Regions from separate parts of the Anser cygnoides genome. Here region 1 is linked to region 2. The links are chromatin contacts, called in public Hi-C maps. All regions are on one chromosome and are shown on one strand. Each heading gives the region's core, a stretch centred on a gene start, on an enhancer-like site or on the middle of the called end of the contact. The rest is flanking DNA. Distances are from core to core; before and after follow the strand shown. Region 1 has its middle 19 kb from the start of OSTC. Region 2 overlaps CYP2U1 (cytochrome P450 family 2 subfamily U member 1).

What was found. Hi-C and Micro-C count contacts between places; a contact is called where the count stands out from the background.
Region 1: a contact with region 2 is called in a Hi-C map of liver, with 1.8 times the contacts expected there. The contact joins two enhancer-like sites. A contact is called at or near these places in 2 of 7 Hi-C or Micro-C datasets (both in liver).

Annotation. Positions count from the first base shown.
Region 1 is chr4:76,067,276-76,071,684 of Taihu_goose_T2T_genome, reverse strand. No RefSeq gene overlaps it. Among named protein-coding and RNA genes, the nearest start is that of OSTC, 19 kb to the right of the region's middle. Within about 2 kb of position 1,679, at least 2 of the 3 cell types and tissues checked have open chromatin away from gene starts, as enhancers often do. A contact at or near this core is called in liver, where this site is marked.
Region 2 is chr4:75,770,832-75,775,532 of Taihu_goose_T2T_genome, reverse strand. It overlaps CYP2U1 (cytochrome P450 family 2 subfamily U member 1), which reads right to left. Exons shown (of 5, transcript XM_048066305.2): 2 at 3,502-4,134; 3 at 107-268. Among named protein-coding and RNA genes, the nearest start is that of CYP2U1, 5.4 kb to the right of the region's middle. Within about 2 kb of position 1,727, at least 2 of the 3 cell types and tissues checked have open chromatin away from gene starts, as enhancers often do. A contact at or near this core is called in liver, where this site is marked.

The sequences.
Region 1 (4,409 bases), core at 430-2,929, 300 kb before region 2:
TTGAACTCATCTTTCCAACTCCAGCTTCCAAACACCAACATCTATCTAGCTGCTCAATGCTGTATTTACTGCAACCAATGTTAACTGTAATTCCTTTCTCAGTTGTGTCTCCAGCCTAACTCCCTTTACTGCACAGCTTTTAAAAATAAATAATCTTATTGTTTAGCTAGAGGTTGTAAGCATGTTGTTGGCCTGAATTTATTCCTAAAACCAGGTAATACTAACTGATGAGCATGATCAGTGTTTTGGTCACAGGTAACTAAATACAAGTAAGGGAAAATTACACTTTTAGAGGTCGGCACGGCATACTCACACAAATATCATGGCTTATTACATTATATCGCTTGCACAGCATGTCTACTGGAAGTAGTAGTTCAGTACTGTTTGCATGGGATTAGTTTGGAAGTTCGGTACATGGAGATAATCAAACTTTAAAGAACTTTAAAGGAGAGTTACTACAATTTGGTTCGTGTTATCTAAAATAGCCTGGTTTTAAGGCAGGGAAGGTTCATTCACTCTTCATTCAGAATCCTAACAGGTCTCCTGCAATAATATCCAGGAATTTTCCCCCATACATATAAACACATTGATAGCAGCAGGACACTGCACTATTTCCACGTACTAGGAATGTACTTATCAGGGAGTAAAAGTCCATGACTTGTCTGAAAAAAATCAAATGAATAGCTCCACACAGTATCAGGCACAAGTACATCATGGCCCTTATACATGGAAGAAAAAATATTAATAATAAATAAATAAAAGGAAAAAACAGTTTCTGATTTCTGTTTCTGATCACAAGAGTACCAAAAACATGCAACTGGTTTTAGATTGATGGAGGCACATAAAGGTCGAGACACGGTCAGACAGGGTAGGTACAAAACTCCTGTTTTTTGTGGGAGTCTTTGAATGCGATCCCCACCCCTCTGTCTGCTTTATTCTGAATTACTAGGCTGCAATTACACTGGGGATGTTTGGCAATTACATTTTGTTTCAGAAATGGTTCTGTCAAACCAAACACACTTGTTTGAACTGTCAGTTTCAACGTTTTTGACTGGGTTTTGCAAGTCCTGTGTACGTAAGAGAGGAAAACTTAAATACAGAGAGTGACCTTTTCACTCTGCAAGCAGAGGTTTCAAAAAGTTGTGTCTGATCAGAGATTTCAGAAGGTTTCAAAAGTTTTGAAAGCCTTGCAGGTATTTGTAAAACAACCTGTTTTTTTTATGGCTTGTTCCAATGTTGACATGCACCGAGAGGCAGAACAGGACCTGGCACCCCAACTCATCCAGCACGCCACGCTGACTCAGAAGCGTGGCTGAGACTAACCGGACTCTGGCTCACACAGACTAACAGTTGATGGTGTCTTTTGACCAACCTCCTTACTTTGGCTTCTTCTCTTTTCTTGTCAAAAGTAAACCGAGACTTTCTATCTAACCTTCTTAAGTGCTGTTACTCTTTATGCCTACATTATTTATTTCCAACACAATTTCTTAAAGAGGCATAAATCTCGCACCCACAACCTTTGTTCTTTGGTTGTACCAGACAACAGCATCCAGCACTCTGTCATTGATGCAGTACTAGAGGAGATACACGTGAATCACAGTTGGTACCAAGGGGATTTCACTTGGAATGAACTACGTTCTACTTAGAGCTCTTCTTAAAAGCAAAGAAGAGGGACTGAAAACAGTCCCTCAAAGAGTTGGTTTCTGGCATACTGCAAATAAAAAGTGCAGTAGTTTACCAAAAAGGATGCTCAAATGGGATCAGACTGTGTCAGGCAGAAAGCTTTACCATTTCCATACTCAGTTTTACCTGAATGTAAACTGCCTGATAGAACCTCAGAGACCACAAAATGCTGTTATCCAAAGTGAAGCTCTCCCAAAATGCTCCTGCAGGTTCCAGAGTCTGTCCTGCTGCCAATTTAATTTAAATTCAATGCATTATCTTAATTTAAAAGTATCTCCCAGCCTCAGAGAAGAGTTTGGAGCCAGCTGACCTCCCTCTCAGCATATGTAAGTGATAATGGCAGGTGAACATATACTATACAGTAGCTTCATATTTCTGCCATTAGGATCCATGTCACTTTCTATTTTTGCGAGCTGACTGAGTGTTTACTAGGCTACGCTTCATCCCCCTCTTTTCCCTGTACAGTAACCTTGTAACCCAAGCTGCTGGTGACAGTATTGGGTTTGCGGTTCTCTGACCTTTTGTCCCTCCACTTGAAATTGGCTGGTTTTATCCTGCGATGGCTCCCGATTCAGTTACACTGATAAGCTTTCATGACATGCCTTGTGAACTTCCCAGCTGAAACAGGAAAGGATCATGGCTTACCTCAATTTGAACAGGAGCAATTCGAAGTCAGGTCCCTGTTGGGCTGAGATGGTGCTGGATCTTTCTGAAATCGTCGAGGATGCACATTGGGCCATAAAGGGACTTGCCATTTAAGCCTTCAGGTGACTGACCTACAAGGGACCCAGAGACTGAATTTGTACCTGAAGAGTACAATTCTCATTACAGGCCCTTTCTCCAGTCTTTATTCAGGCAAAATACTTAGTGAACTTGTAAGATACTTTGCCGAGTAAAGACAAAAGGATCAAGCCACTTGTTGAACCCATTACATGTATTTAACAAGAAAAAGCAATTCCTTACCCAAATATGTATCCCTTACCCATACATCGTCCACCCACCCCAAAAAGATTTCCAGAGAAGGAACCACATGGCAAATGGGAAGAATCTGAATGGCTTTGTTGTTCCCATATGGATGGTCTCCATAGGAGCTTTACCTGAGTGCCAACCCCGAGATCAAACGGGAATCAAAGCACTGACTGCCGGTGCTCAGTGGCCTGGTTCATGGAATAAAAGGACTTGGTGCCAGCTGGACTTTTGTTGCCATTTGTTACTAAGGTGCTGGGCTTTTTAATTTATTTCAAATCTCCACACTTTGCTTTCCCTCCACCTCCAAAACACATTCAATTATTCAATGCAACAGAAACCTCAGAAGACATGATCTGCTAAGAAGCAAAACAGACTTATTTTCTTTCAGGTATTTTGATGAGTTGCTAATACTTTTCCCAAGTAACACCGTATACTTTTAACCATTAGACTTCTTTTTTTTTTTTTTTTTTTTTTTTATTCAGCCGTTCTTTGAAGAATTGTCATAAATCTCCATCCTTTCCATGGACACTTAAAGTACAACCAACTGCTACTTTCTCTACATGCCATAGTCATATTTCACAGCACATTGCTTAGTTATTTTAATGTGGATGCACAGACGGGGGGTTTGTACTCATTCGCTGAGAAGATTTGTTTGCTTTGAGAGATTCATGAGAATAACTGCTGACCATTCTTGTTCCTCCAGGGACCAAAATATGCCGTCTTTCCCAAATTGCTGCAGAGGAAGCACATTGACAAGACCTTGCTGATTTATGCTAGCCTTCCAGCTGAGCAGCCAGGATTGCTGTAAGAAGTAACAGACCTTTACATTGAATCTTGGTTTGTCTGCCTGACCTGCCAGTTAACTAGTGGTTAACAGTTAATGCATTTCCCAACAGTGTCCTGTGATAAAGGAACGTGCTCGTGGTTTCATAATGCATATTTCACTGCAGGTACCGTCTCCGTCAGTTAAAAGGCTATCTTTCCCTATTCACAACAGGGTTATAAAGCTCCACTGATTTTCATGCTTTAGAAAACAGTAGCTAATATATTGTACAAATCTCAAGCCTTTTACCCACGCATAGAGCTCAAAGTATCACCCTTGATAAGGACTAGAAATGCTGGCCTGGCTCTTACATGTCCGATAAGTGTGCACAAAACAGCTGAGTGAATTAAGAAACCAAGGGCAAAAGGCAAAGATCACACAGGGGATTAACGTAGACAATGATCCTCCCTAAAACATGCTATTTGATAATTTCGTTTTGAAAAGGGAAGATGACTTTGAAGCCCTAGCAGTATTTTCCATAGAGCTGAAAAGTAGGGATGACAGATGTCCCACCAGCTCACTATCTACTGCCACAGCAAATATAGTTTTCTTGTCACCACCTACAAATCCCAGGATGTGACTGTCTTTCTTTCCTCCCTCCCTCCCATTTATCCCTCTATGTCTAACTCCACATTTCCTCACCCCACCTGCTCTGCCAGAGCTCCCAGCTCATCTGCCTGCTTGTCAGCTTCCCTCGCAAGCACTGCCTCAGAGTCCCTTACGAGCACTAAATGTTTCCTGAGCTCAGCTGCAAAGTCCCTGTCCTCATTTTAAAGGCTCGTTGCTGTCATGCCACTAACTACAAGGAATTGAACATGCCTCATCTTGTTATAATATAAAAGAAGGAAAGAAGGAATTTCTCAGGTAAATCCCAAGATGAATGATGTTGCTGGGAAAACTCACATTTGGTTAGGATTTCACTCACACACATTGC
Region 2 (4,701 bases), core at 478-2,977:
ACGTCTCAATACATAAATGAGGCCTTTGTAAACTCTCACCAGATGTCCCATCAGATTTTCACCCACAAAAGAAACACTGTACTAACAAGTCTCTACAAATGCTTACCAGTGGTTTCTGAAGCCATTCGAGGAATAGAAAGGGGAACCACTGCAGTCATCCTCTGCACTTCCAAAATGGTTGCCTCTGTGAAGGGCATTTGAGCCTTGTGGGTAAGAGAGGGAACTCTGTCACGTCCTAGAACTGCTTCAATTTCTGCATGAACCTTCTCTATTCAGAGGGAGTGAGAAAAATAAAAAAGACGCACAATACGTGAGAAGGCATAATCTCAATTTCACTTGTCTGTGCTTCATTGTATACACAGATTTGTCAAAAACGACTGCAAGACATGATTTCCTAGCAGAAATAGCTATGCCAGCAGAAGCCTGCAGAACAGTCTCATTTAAGAAAAAAATAACCAAGCACGATCTAGACAACTGTCCAGAGTACAGCTACTGACAGGACAGACACTGATAGCACTGCTGTATTGCATAAGTACAGGGAAAGTTCTGCTCCAGATCCAACTGTAATAGTAACCTCAGTTTGCCATTTAACTATACAGTAACTTGAATGGTGAAAGCATCAAGTTTCCGGCCAGAATTAAAAAAGAACAAAGAGAGACTGCATGCACTGTGTGCTCCAGCTGGTCTCTGGTCCCTGAAAAAAGTCAGTTCTCTAAACTGGAAAAGGTGGTGAAGAGATGGGAAAGATTTCAATGCAGTTGCTTTGGATACTCCACTCTGGAGCAGGTATTCTGGTGCTGTTACTGCATGCATTACAGACGCGCAACTCGCTCTTGCTGTTTCCTACTTTCTGTTCACAGAACCCAAACTCAGCTACTTCCCAGTTCCCCAGGAAGGCATCAGATGTTCCTTCCCCCACACAGCCCTTCTGCAAAGGAAAAACATAAATTCATGAGCTAATCTCCACTCTCATTCTTGTAAAGCAAAAAGGGTCAAAGTATTTGTTTGTCCCTTTCTTCTCACTAAAGGCTCAGCACAAGAAGTTCTATTAAAAGAAGTTTCCAAGATGCAAGATTTCCTTCGCCCTTGGACTGGATTCTGCTGCTTTTATTCCAGGGAACTTGGAATGTGGCTACACAGCAAAAGACAATCTTGAAAGAGGAGAAGACACCAAAATTAGCCTTTCATCCAAAATAAAATGTCAGTTTTCATGTTCCACCCTTGATATCCTGAATATTTTGTGGTTGTCCAGCTTCCCTTTTCCAAGATACGGAATCCAGGCTTCTGAGAGTTCAAAGTTTTTGCTCTTCTCTCTCCCTAGTGCCGACTCCAGATTAAATAAAAGCCCAATGCAGAAAGTTTCCTGGTTTCAGAGAGAGAGAAGCACCCCAAAATGCTGTATGGGCTGTGTTCAGTGAACATTTGCTGCCACCTATTGGGTTTGCTAGGAAAACAAGTTCTCCTATGAAGAACACACAACAAAAAAATACCTGAACGGTAAGAGGTCTGCTAATGGTGTGGCCCTTGGTACCTGCTCCACTACACTTCATGTATTTAAAAATCTCACAGATCTTCAGAAGTCCAGGGCCAAAACCAAGTCAGGGAACAGACCGAAACAAAGTACTCCCTGCTGCCTCCATCCATGCACACGCAGGAGTGAGCATGCACTCACACATATCCCTCTTCTCTTCCCCATGTAAAAAGAGAAACTGCCTTCCACAGACAAATACATACTTCCTGATTTCCCCCGACCCCAAACAGCCCTTCATTTGCCTGTCCAGAAAGTATCTGTCTGCATCATTCTCTACTGCTGGAAGTTATGCATTTCTTGTATTTCCTGTAGGAAGTAAGACAAACATATTGACAGGGAGAAAAAAAGAAAAAAAAAAAAAGCAACACCACAAAACCCTTCCAGATACCACTTGTGTAATTTAGAACATATCTAATTCTTGTAACTGCCTATCAAGTCAAGCAGTGATAACCCAGGATCATTAAAAAAACAGAAGAATGAGCCCATGCGATACTGTTTCAAATTTGTCCTTTGTGAACCTTGTCTGCCATATACTGAAGTGATACCCTATTTTGCAACCTTTGCTCAACAGTTTGTGTTGACACAGATTATTTGTACAACAAACTATGATCCTGACCTATTTAAAGAGATTATTCCAGACAGATAGGGGCTGTAAACAATATCTATTTGCTAACTTGTAAAGCAACTGAAGTCCCTGAAAACCTCAAAATCTCAGGTACTTGATAAAAGTATTCCTGGTTTATATTGTTCTTAAATAACTTAAGTTTTACCCTTCTTCCCTCTAGGTTAGCAAGAAATCTTGACAAAGGGAAAATGCTTCACTATTACAAACTGAAGTAGAATTACCCAGGTAGAAACTGTCCATCTTGCCAAGGTTTCCATTCTGCATACACCTGACAATCCGTCTAGTGGAAGGTACTTGCTATGTAGGACTTTAGAAGAAGCTGCTAATAAATTAATAAATCATTTGTTTTATTTTGCTCACATTCAACACGTTAACTTTGCTAAACAGTACTAAAAAATGTTGTCTTTCCAACTACATGTGCTGTACCAAGATGTAGTACAGAAAAATAGTTAACAAAAATGAATTTTTAGTCTTTGTTGATGGAAACTTAAGAAATCCTGAAATATAACTCTAGCAACTACTATTTTAATATTGTAATGTCTCCAATACCACCGGTATTTTTGATATCCACAAGAAACCACAAAGTGTTTTGGACAACTCTATCACAAATGGTAACTTGATTATAGCACCATCAAATAATCTGGGTTGAACCTCTGGAGGTTATCTGATCCAAACTTCAATATCAAATTCACCTCACTGAGGGCAGACGTTTGCCTTTTTTCACCCTGTCACCTGCAACCTACCCAACTTCCATAACTGTTCCCGGCTGATAGGGTAAGCTGACATCAGCAGCTGACATCAACCACCTCTCTCAGCTGCATCCCAGCTGGCCCAGTGGACTTGTGTAAGCCCAATTTGCTTAAGTGGCATCTAATTCGATCTTCCCCTACAGTGGGCAGTGCTTCACTTCCCCAGACTCTGTCACTAGGGTCAGGAACCTCCCTGCTCACGGAGGCCTGAAAGCAGAGTTTACCACTATATGTTACTACATTGCCACTATAGGCCTGGAATGCCACAATTGCCAAAAAAATGAAAACTAATTAAATAAAAAAGCCAAGGTTCACTTGAGTTGCTTGGAAAAGATAAAGTTGTCCCAAAGCAGAAGAAATACATGGACACAGCATAAAGAGCAGTTTAGATAGTTAGTATACAGCATTAACCTAAAGATCATCATACCAGAGCAGGGTACCTGTCTTTCTACATACCAGCCTTTCAAGTTGCACATACACGTGTAGTAGCAGCACTCCTAATGACTTCTATAGTGCAGCTGTTTGCTTCTGCTTCTGAAAATCCACCTAGAGTTTTACAGTCTGGAATAAAACACCTAGAATAAACTTAGTCTTACCTTGCACATCTGGATAGAGGGACATGTAGAGCAGGCACCACAAGATCGTGTTGGAAGTTGTGTCTGTGCCTGCTATGAACAGGTCACCAATGATAAAAAACAGGTAGTCTTCATTGAAACTGCTCTCCTTGTTGTTCTTTTGCTCTTCCGCATGGAGGAAGTACATATCAATGAAGTCCCTGGGATTTGCTGCATCCAGCGTATCCCTGTGCTGTGCAATTATTTTTTTTAGAAAAGCGGTAATATCTAACTCTGTTTTTCTAAGTTCCCTGAAAGGCCCAAAGGGAAGGTAGTACAGCCACGGGCAGATGTTGACCAGGATCATATAGCTGTTCACACTTAGCTCTAGTGCGCGGGCCATGTTCTTCAGCATCGTCTTGAACTCGACATCTTCATAGTTAAAACGCCTGCCAAAGGCCATGGAGCAGATAACATTGGACACCGCGTTGCGAATAATCGGAAAAGGATTAAATGCCTCCTTTCCGTGCTTCAGCATTTCCTCCTTTATGAACTTCAGCTCCTCTATGATCTTAGGCTCTAAACTATGTCTTCCCACTCCAAAATGCCGCAGTGTTGACAGAGAGAATTTCCTTTGTTGCTTCCAGACAGGGCCGTAAGGTGCAAAAATAACACCTGGAAGAGAAAGAAACAGTCTGAAACCAAGCTGTTCTGTTTGCAAGAGGAAACAGTTACCCAGGCCTGCGATCCCTAAGCCAGAAGAGAAGGAAAAGTTACACGGCAACTCTGTCCCAAGCGCTGGGCTAGGAGCTAGAGGAGGAACACAGCTCTCCCAAAACTTCTTTACAGCAGCCCTGGGAAGCCCTGTCCCACGGCAGAGATCTCCACGCTGCAGCCCGTGGAGGAGCCCCCGGTGGAGCAGGGGTCTGGGGGGAGCTGCCGCCCGTGGGGGACCCGTGCTGGAGCAGTTTGCTCCTGGGGGATGGACCCCGTGGGACGGAGCCGTGTGGGAGCAGTTCCTGAAGAGCTGCTGCCTGTGGGCAGCCCCCGCAGGCTCAGTTCGGGAAGGACGGCATCCCGTGGGAGGGACCCCACGGGGAGCAGGGACAGAGGGGGACCCTGAGGGAGCGGTGGAGACGAAGCATCAGGGACTGACCGCAGCCCCCACTCCCCTGCACTGCTTGGGGGGAGAATGTAGAAGAAGGTGGACAGGGCAGGAGAGGTGTTTTTAGTTTCTCACTG